Linked DNA regions of Cricetulus griseus: region 2 is linked to region 1. Evidence: chromatin contacts called from public Hi-C data. All regions are on one chromosome and are shown on one strand. The core of a region is the stretch at or near the end of the contact, and the rest is flanking DNA. Distances in the headings are between cores, read along the strand shown. Region 1 holds the start of Eif3d (eukaryotic translation initiation factor 3 subunit D). Region 2 holds the start of Ift27 (intraflagellar transport protein 27 homolog).

Evidence for each region. A called contact is a pair of places that touch in the nucleus more often than the background predicts.
Region 2: a Hi-C map of fibroblasts shows a contact between it and region 1, with 4 times the contacts expected there. The contact joins the promoter of Ift27 here to the promoter of Eif3d in region 1. A contact is called at or near these places in 3 of 8 Hi-C or Micro-C datasets (the CHL-YN cell line, the CHO-K1 cell line and fibroblasts).

Annotation. Positions count from the first base shown.
Region 1 is chr2:375,068,065-375,072,209 of CriGri-PICRH-1.0, forward strand. It overlaps Eif3d (eukaryotic translation initiation factor 3 subunit D), which reads right to left and starts at 2,230. Exons shown (of 15, transcript XM_027403921.2): 1 at 2,076-2,230; 2 at 559-691; 3 at 280-325. The coding sequence starts at 681.
Region 2 is chr2:375,282,702-375,286,846 of CriGri-PICRH-1.0, forward strand. Ift27 (intraflagellar transport protein 27 homolog) reads right to left here and starts at 2,209. Exons shown (of 8, transcript XM_035440745.1): 1 at 1,974-2,209; 2 at 1,887-1,936. The coding sequence starts at 1,920.

The DNA of each region.
Region 1 (4,145 bases), core at 980-3,479:
ACCTTAAAACCGGGGCAGCCCACTGACTGATGGCCTCAGGAAGTCCCAAGCAATAAATGCAAACGGCAGCACACTCAACATGTCTAGGAGTCTGGCTGTCACCCCTATAATAATTAACAATTTAACTTCTGGGACTATTTCCAAAACCAATATTAGGGCACACATTTAAAATATACCCCAATAACTATCATCAGCATTCCTTTTCAGTGTGGAGCTCACTGAACAAAGCAACAATCTTCCCAAGGCCTAAATGTGGATAGTTCACTGAAGAATACTTACTTGTGTACCTCTTGTCTTGGTACGTGGCCCCCGTCCAGTCTGCAACCTGTTAGGTGTGATGAAGACAAGAGGTCAGGTGAGCAGGCCTCTGCTGACTCAGAAACTCAAGATAGCAAGGGAGGCTGAGTGAACACGTCATCAGCTTCACCTCTGATGCTTCTGCATCAGCTACCCGCTCTGGCCTTTGGCTGGTGTCCCCAAAGGAAGCATAGCCACCAAGAGAGCAAAAAGGATGTGAGGAGCTGTGGAGTAGCTACCCCAGCTGAAGGGACCCAATACCTTCCCCAGCCGATCTCCTTTGCTGAAAGGCTGGTAGGGCATATCCCGAAACTGTTCAGGAACTGCACAGGGGCCCCAGCCGGAAGGGTTGTCCTGGATCACAGGAGTCATGAACTTCGCCATTGTCTAAAACCTTAAAACACAAGCATTGTGAACAGCTTTATAAGGAAAGGCCACTAAGTCCCAAACACTCCGTGATCCACTGAAGCTGCACCACAGAGGCACACACAAAGCGCAGAGCCCTGGGCTCTGGAGCAGCAGGGACAGCTTTCTTGTAAACCACTCTAAGAACACTTAAAACTCAGAACATTGTCGACACCAGCCACATTTTCTTGTGTCTCATTAATTCTAGGACTTGCTCTTTTTTGGTGACTATCTTTGAAATGAGGCCATGCCTTATGCTTGATGGCTGTCACATCTTGTCTTTTCTTTCTTAGAATAACATAAGACAGAGCTACCTCAGATTCATGAAGTATGATAAAAGTGAGATGAGTTCCCTCAAAAACACTCTCACCTGGGCACCCAATACCCAACGTCTCTAAGCCTAGACTAAGTCTTACCTTCTGACAATGTCCAGAGAGTTTAGTAATCTCTCCTCCTTGCTCCACCATAGGAAAGCTTAAGATATTTAGGTGACAGCAACAAGGAATAAACTTGGGACCTGCATCCCCAAATAAGAACTTATGCTAAGCTGTATGTAGGAAGAGAACATGGGGGAGCGTGTGGCCTTTGAACAGCTCACATGAAATAAGAGCCCCCAGCAAAGTATTGGAACTGTGCTGGATAGATAGGCACCACTGCTTCCTCAAACCATCATCTCTGAGAAAGTTGGCTCTCATAACTTAAGCAGTCCATCTGCCCATCATCTCAAAGGCAGTTTCCAAGGCTGTCTGCCTAAGCCTGGCCTTCTTTGGCTACATTGCAGTTAGGGACAGCCTGACGACCTGGGCCTTTAAGACATACTCACAATACCACCTCAAAAGCAACTGTAATTTTAGTTGTCACAAGTTCAAGATAGTCCAAGACTTGACATGCATCATCTCCCCGGATGGGCAGGGGTTTGGAGTCCTTTGGCTTCCGCACATGAGAACCAGAAGGTCACTGATAGGGGAAAACTAAAACGATGCGACAGCTGTACTAACCACAATACGGTGCGGATCACTGTGGACACTACAGACAAGAGCCACGAAGTCCTGGGCTCGGTTTCACACCAGGGTGGAGCACACTCCTCTCAGTCGCCCACTTCGGAGCAGAGACGGAAACTGTTCGAAGCCCCCGGAGGAGGACACTTCGTCCCCACGGCTCTGGGCTTAGCATCGGGTGAGGGATCCACACCGTGTGGGGTGTCCTGCACTAACAGGGTCGCGCCTGGGACCACCCAAGGCAGATTCCCGCCCCGCCCTGGGGCGACGACAGGAGAGGACGTAAAGGAAGGCTCTTCCGGGAGGCCCCCGAAGCCAGGCCTAGCCCAGGGTGGCTCGCGAGGTCCACAGGTCTCTGCAAAGCAAGCCGCTCACCTGCAGTGGGCTCCGCAGGCCCGGATGGCGAGAGATGGCACGGGTCAGAGACTGCGATATTCTCGATTCTCCGAGGAACCAAGACAGCAGGAAAGTTGCGCGCGCAAGAGCCGGCGCCGTAAACCGCGACCGGCGCTGTCGTAAACGGCGCTACCACTTCCTTTTTAGTCAGCGGAAAAACGTCGGGCCGTAAAGCGAAGACACAACCGGAAGTTTGTCACGGCCACTGGCTTAGTCCTCATTATTCTCTGAGGTGAGAGACAGGAGTGGGGCTGGTTACGTCAGCGGCATCCGCGGACGCCTCGAGCGATTCAGAACTGAAACGTGGCGGCGCGCGGTGCGAGGGAAGCTGGGGCGGGGAGCAGGAGTCGGCCCCGCGGTGTCCCACAATGCTTCGCGGCTGCCTCGGCCCCTTTGCCTCCCACAATGCCCCGCGGCTCTTGCTGGCTCCTGTCTGGCTTTGGTCGGGTTGAACCGCCCTCCGCTGGAGGTGTCCTCGCTCGTTCCCTGTGCCGGTTGTCTGCAGGGTGAGGGGTGGCGAGAGACCGTGGTCCGGGCTGCTAGAACTTCGCGATGGCCGCCAGGGCTCAAACCCTTGTTCCACAGATCTTAAGCCTCATTTTTCAACGGAGATTTCTGTTTGCTCATTGAAAGTAAGACAAAATAGGCCCGGCGGTGGTGGCGCACGCCTGTAATCGCAGCACACACGAGGCAGAGGCCAGCCTGGTCTACAGAGCGAGTTCCAGGACAGTCAGGGCTACACAGAGAAACCCTGCCTCAAAAAACCAAAATAAATAAATAAATAAATAAATAAATAAATAAATATTCTTTCGTTTCATGACTAGCCTATTTTAATTTCAGACACATCTTGAGTTCCATCTCCCGTCATAGCTTGGATCTATTCATACTCCTGGTGGGTTGCTCCTCAGCGTGGTCAAACGTCTTCCCACACAATTAGCACCTCCCTAGGGAAGCATAACATAAAGTAGACTAGCTTTCTGTGGCCTGACATCCCTGGCTGCCTTCTCGCTTCGATGCCTATTATTCTGTACAACCTCTGCTCTGGTCACCGTGGCCTGCTCTCATTTCCCTCTCAGCAGGTCCTACACTTGCTGTTCTTTCTGCCCTGAAGGTTGGGCCTACCACACCATATGCCTTTAAGAGTTGGCTCCTAGCCAGAAATGGCAGTGCATCCTGGGATCCCTCTAGTCTGAAATTGAGGCAGGAGGATGGATCATAATGCCAGACAGGAGCTGGTGAAGTTGGAGAAGGTTCTGAGAAAAAGGCACTGTCTTTGAAAACTGAGCCATCTTACACCAAAATGTTTAAAAAATTTTTGAAATAGGGTCTCACTAAATTGCCCAGGCTAACCTTGAACTCCCCGCACCTGAGAACCTGAGGCACAAGGATTGTTGCAAACCTGAAGCTAGCCTAGGCTCCATAGCAAGACCCCAAATCAATATAAAATTGAGATGTGTCATAAAATATAAGGAGACATGTATCTTTGCTGAACTTCCATCATATCGCTCCTGTTTTTGTGTTTTTTTTTTTTTTTTTTTTTTTTCTTTCCCTTTTTGCTGTGGATCCCAGAGGCCATCTGCTGCAGATTCTACTGTGTCAGAGTTTAATCATCTTTCCCCTGTTCAGGCCCAGATGTTCTGCTCTGTCCAGATGGAGGAGGATGTGGAAGTTCCTTCCTCATTCTCAGCTCAGCATGTGACTTCTCTCACAGTGCTCCAGACTCTGAGTCTGCTGTTTTGTGTCACTCTTGTGCAGTGGCATTGTCGTAGAGTGTGCCCAAGAAGTGTTTTGTGAACCTAAGACCTTTAGGACCTGCTTTTAGAGATAAAACAACAAAAAAGATTGCCCTAAGCACCTCACATTCTTCCCTGGGGGTGTGGTTCAGTTGGTAGAGAGCTTGCTTAGCATGCACAAGGCCCTGGGTTCAATCCCCAGCACTGTGTTAACCAGGTATGTAGGCATGTACCTGTAATCTCAGCACCTGGGGAAGCAGAGACAGGAGGATCAGATGATCAAGAACTCCAGAAACAAAACAAAAAGTCACTTTCA
Region 2 (4,145 bases), core at 959-3,458, 210 kb after region 1:
ATGCTCAGCGAACATCTGCTGAGTGACTACACATGTGGACTGGTTATATATGAGAGAACATATGAGGGCTGAGAAGAAAAAGCTAGGTAGGGGCGTGTGTGTGGCAAGGGAGGTATGGAGATTAAGGATCTGAATGTGGTTCCACTGGGGTCTGTTGGTACCTGGAGGCTCCCAACGGGAGATACCCTGAAGGACTTAACTAGAAGCTGTAGACTGAGGATCAGGTTGGAGTGGAGACCAGGAGCCACTACTGACTCTGGCTGGGGCTGGAATCATGTGGCAGGCACAGTGCCTGGGTCCAGACCTAGGACAAGTGTCTTCATTGCTCTGGGCCTTGCTTGCCTCATCTTACACAGGATGACATAGGACTGTCTGGTGGCTGTGAGGGCTCTGCAGAAGACTTGCCCTGAGGGTGTGACGTGGGGCCAGCACACAGCAAGTCTCAGGAGAATGGCTCATGACAAGAGCTTCTTGCTTCTTGAGAGCTCACCAGCTAACGAGGAACAAGCAGAGAACAGCAGGCAGAGCCGCCCACTTAGAAAGAAACTTAACTTTAGAAAAATGAAAATGTCCCCAACTTACCCATGCAGACGCTGAATGCTGTCCAAGGCAACAGAGCCAGGGAGAAAGGACTGACCAACATCCTTTTGTTACACAATACTGCCTCCCCTGGTGCTCTGGGAACCAGAGGCACTCTGGAGAGCTAGGGTTCTTTCTGCTGCAAGAGGGTCTGAGTCACGACTGTCACTCATCTTTCTGTGTGACCCTTTTGTTTTCAAATTAGAACAGTCATTAAGGGAACTATCCCCCATTCTCAGTCTGTAGGATAAAGATTCAATGACACCACCCCCTGCTTGCTAATTTCTTGATTGCAAAAAAGAATCATGGGCCGGGCATATCTTAGAAATTATCTAGATTAGGTCACCTCCAAAGGTGGGTGGCACCTTTTTATGCGCTGGATCCCCTGACTGGATAAAAAGGAGACAGTGAGCTGAGCAGCAGTGCTCATGGCTCCACTTCCTGACTGTGAATGCAATGTGACCAACCAGCAGCTGGCTCTTGCCACTGTGCCTTTCCCACCATGACCGACTGTCCCCTGGAACTGTAAATCACAATAAGCCCTTCCTCTTAAGTTGCTTCCTGTCAAGTATGTTGTCATAACAACAAAAAAGTGGCTAACACTTCATGTAAGAATCCTGTGTATGACCTTCCCTAGGGGTTCACCCTATGCAACACCACTAGATGCCCCAGTCATATCAGGACCACATGAAACCTACCCTGCTGTGCTGTACTGTGGCAAAGGGGTTAAATGAAATACAGCATGTAGTGTCTATGCAGTTACTGTTAACCAGTCTATCTACAAGCTAAGCAAATGGTCTTCTCAATGTTCCGACTGGCTCTACGAAAGTCCACAGGTGTGAGCACCACGACTCACTCACTCTGCATGTATCTATTTAATACTCATCCATGCTCTGGGCATTGTACAGGCTATTTCCAGGTCAGTCAACAATAATGAGATTCTTACTTCCGGGGAAACTCCAAGTCCAGGCTCTCAGCTGGGCAGCACAGTAACCCACCCCACCCATATCAGAGGATGGTGGGGCCAGCGTCACTGATGCCTAACTTTGGGGTGCCGTCCATGTTTGTACTGTAAGTCTACCTGGTGAAGATGGTCTCAAAATATGGGAGGGAGACGAGGAACACAACTGTAGTTACAAATGTGTCCGAGGGGAGAGGGAATAATTTTCCCCGCTTACTGGAATCTACTCTGTTGGTCACTATTCCTATGGAAGAAAGACAGTGGACGCAATCGCGAACCAAAACTGCGTGAGTTAGGATGGTTCAGGCTCCGAAGACCACGCGTTCAAGAGCATTTTATCACTCACCTGCCAGGATGCATTTGGCTGCTAGCTTCACCATGGTAACCAGCCTCTAGCAGGGATTGGGGAGGAGGGTGGCTGAAAGAGGGTTAGAATTTGGGGACAGCTGATCCCAGGGCCTGTGGCCTCGAAGGATGGATGGAGGCCCGGGAGCTAGGGTTGGGTGGACATTGGGCTTCAAGGCCCCAGGCAGCCGGCAGAGTTGCCGGCGGAATGGAGCGGAGCGGAGCGGAGCGGAGCGGAACTGATCCCTGCCGAGCCTTCCGGTTCAGGCCCCTTCTGTAGCGTTGGGACACAAACCACTAGTCCCACTGGTCCCAAGAGTCGCGCCAAACCGGCTCCTGGCAACCATCACCAACCCGCCTCCTCCCTCCATGTTGTCCTACGATTGGTTGCTACCAAACGCTCGGAGGCTCCAGAGACCCAATAGAAGGAGGAGGCGGGGAAAACCGTCTCCTTCGCCCGACGATGCGGAGGGGTTTCTGCCTTTAACTGCTCTCGGCTTGGCCAATGGCTTCAGACGATGTCAATCACCGCTGTGCACCTCCAGTGTCTTTGGAGAATCAGCCCAATCAGGATGCAGCTGGAGGCGGGGCTTAGTGAGGCTTTCTGATTGGCTAGAGTGTGGTTTGAACACTCGCGAAGTGCACACCCGTACCACATGGGGCGGGGCGACGCCTCTAGAGCGGCGCCTGCGCAGTAGAAAAAGTCGCAGTCTCGAGATCCCAGTGCTGATGGCTGCGTCTTCAGACCCCAGGCTCAATGGAGCACCAGCAGATCTAGCCCCTGCCTCATGTCCAGAAGCAAAATGCCGTCTTTAAAGCCAAAGCGTGTTATGCGCCTTAAAAGCTGAAATAGCGGGGAGGGAAAGATGCGGAAAGTTGAGGAAGACGTTACTGTGTAGATGCCGGAAGGCCCGGTATGATTTGAACAGTGGGAGACTGCGGACAACATCCTTGCGTTTCACCTTCCAGGAGCGGGATGGAAAGGAGTAATGTTTACAAAGTCACCTTTGTCCTGATGGAAACTCATACTCTGTATACATATGTAAATAGTACAGATTTGTTATAATGTACCAGTTAAAACATGAAATCTAAATTAGACGCAATTTGAAAGTGATACCTGAGTGGATGGGAGGCCATGGTAACATGGTTGAGTGGATTTGTGCTTCGCTTTCACTCGGCTTCTTCTGTTGTGGATAAAAGGATGTCATCTCCAAGTTGTCCCTCATGAGGTGAGGGTGGGTAAATGCCATCTTTTCTAGGAGCCTCTCTTGCTTTGTCACCAAGTGATGGGATATGGCTGGGCAAGTCACCACACCTCCTGAGCTCTGAAAAAGGTAGAAACTATCTATCTCATGGGAGAAAGGAAAAGAGACAAGTTGTCCATGTATTGGGGTTTGTTGCTGTGACAAAACAGAGAAACAATTTAAAACAGGAAAGGTTTAGTCTGGTCATTTGGTTGAACATCGTAATAATGGTAGCATTTAAGCATATAGCCACCTTCTATTAGGAGAGGGGAGGAAGAGCTCCAACCACACACTCTTGCAACTGGATTCCATTTCTCACATGAGTTAACCATCAATCCACCGATGAAGTCAGAGCTCCAGTGATCACTTTACTCCAGTTACTTCCCCTAAAGGCTTTAGTTCTTATAACTCCGGCACTGGGACCCAGGCTTTCAACACACAAGTCTTTGGGGTGGAGTGGGTGTGTATCCACCACCATAGCTCAGCATTGCTGCTGCAGGTTGGCCAGAGCTCTCCACCCCATCTTTCTCACTTTTACTGAACCCCAGGATGATGGCTAACACTCAGAGAGGGAATACCTGTCTCTCTGAAAAGGTGCCTGTGTCATGAGGAGCTTCTGGAACTATCACTGCCTAAGCGTTACCCAGGCTTCCATAAGAAACCCTATAAACTAGTTGGTTTTTTGTGATGTGGGTTGGGGTTGTTTCCTGGTCTCTCTGTCCTATCTAGGTGGAAAGGCATGTCTCTTGGAAAAGTCATGTGGCATCTTCTTTAAGGAATCCATCCAATAGATACTTAGAGAGTGCTTACTAAGCACAGAGTAGGGAGTGGGGCTTGAGCCACTTAGCCCAGCTGGGAGACAGGCAACAGAGAAGATGATCCATTGACACTTGGCGACTGTTAGGTAAGGATGAATTTGGAACAGGACCAACAGGTACCCACCCCCAAATGCTATGACCCATGTGACCCCAGAGCAATTTCCATGTACACTTCTGTCTGAGCACCCACCCTTAGGC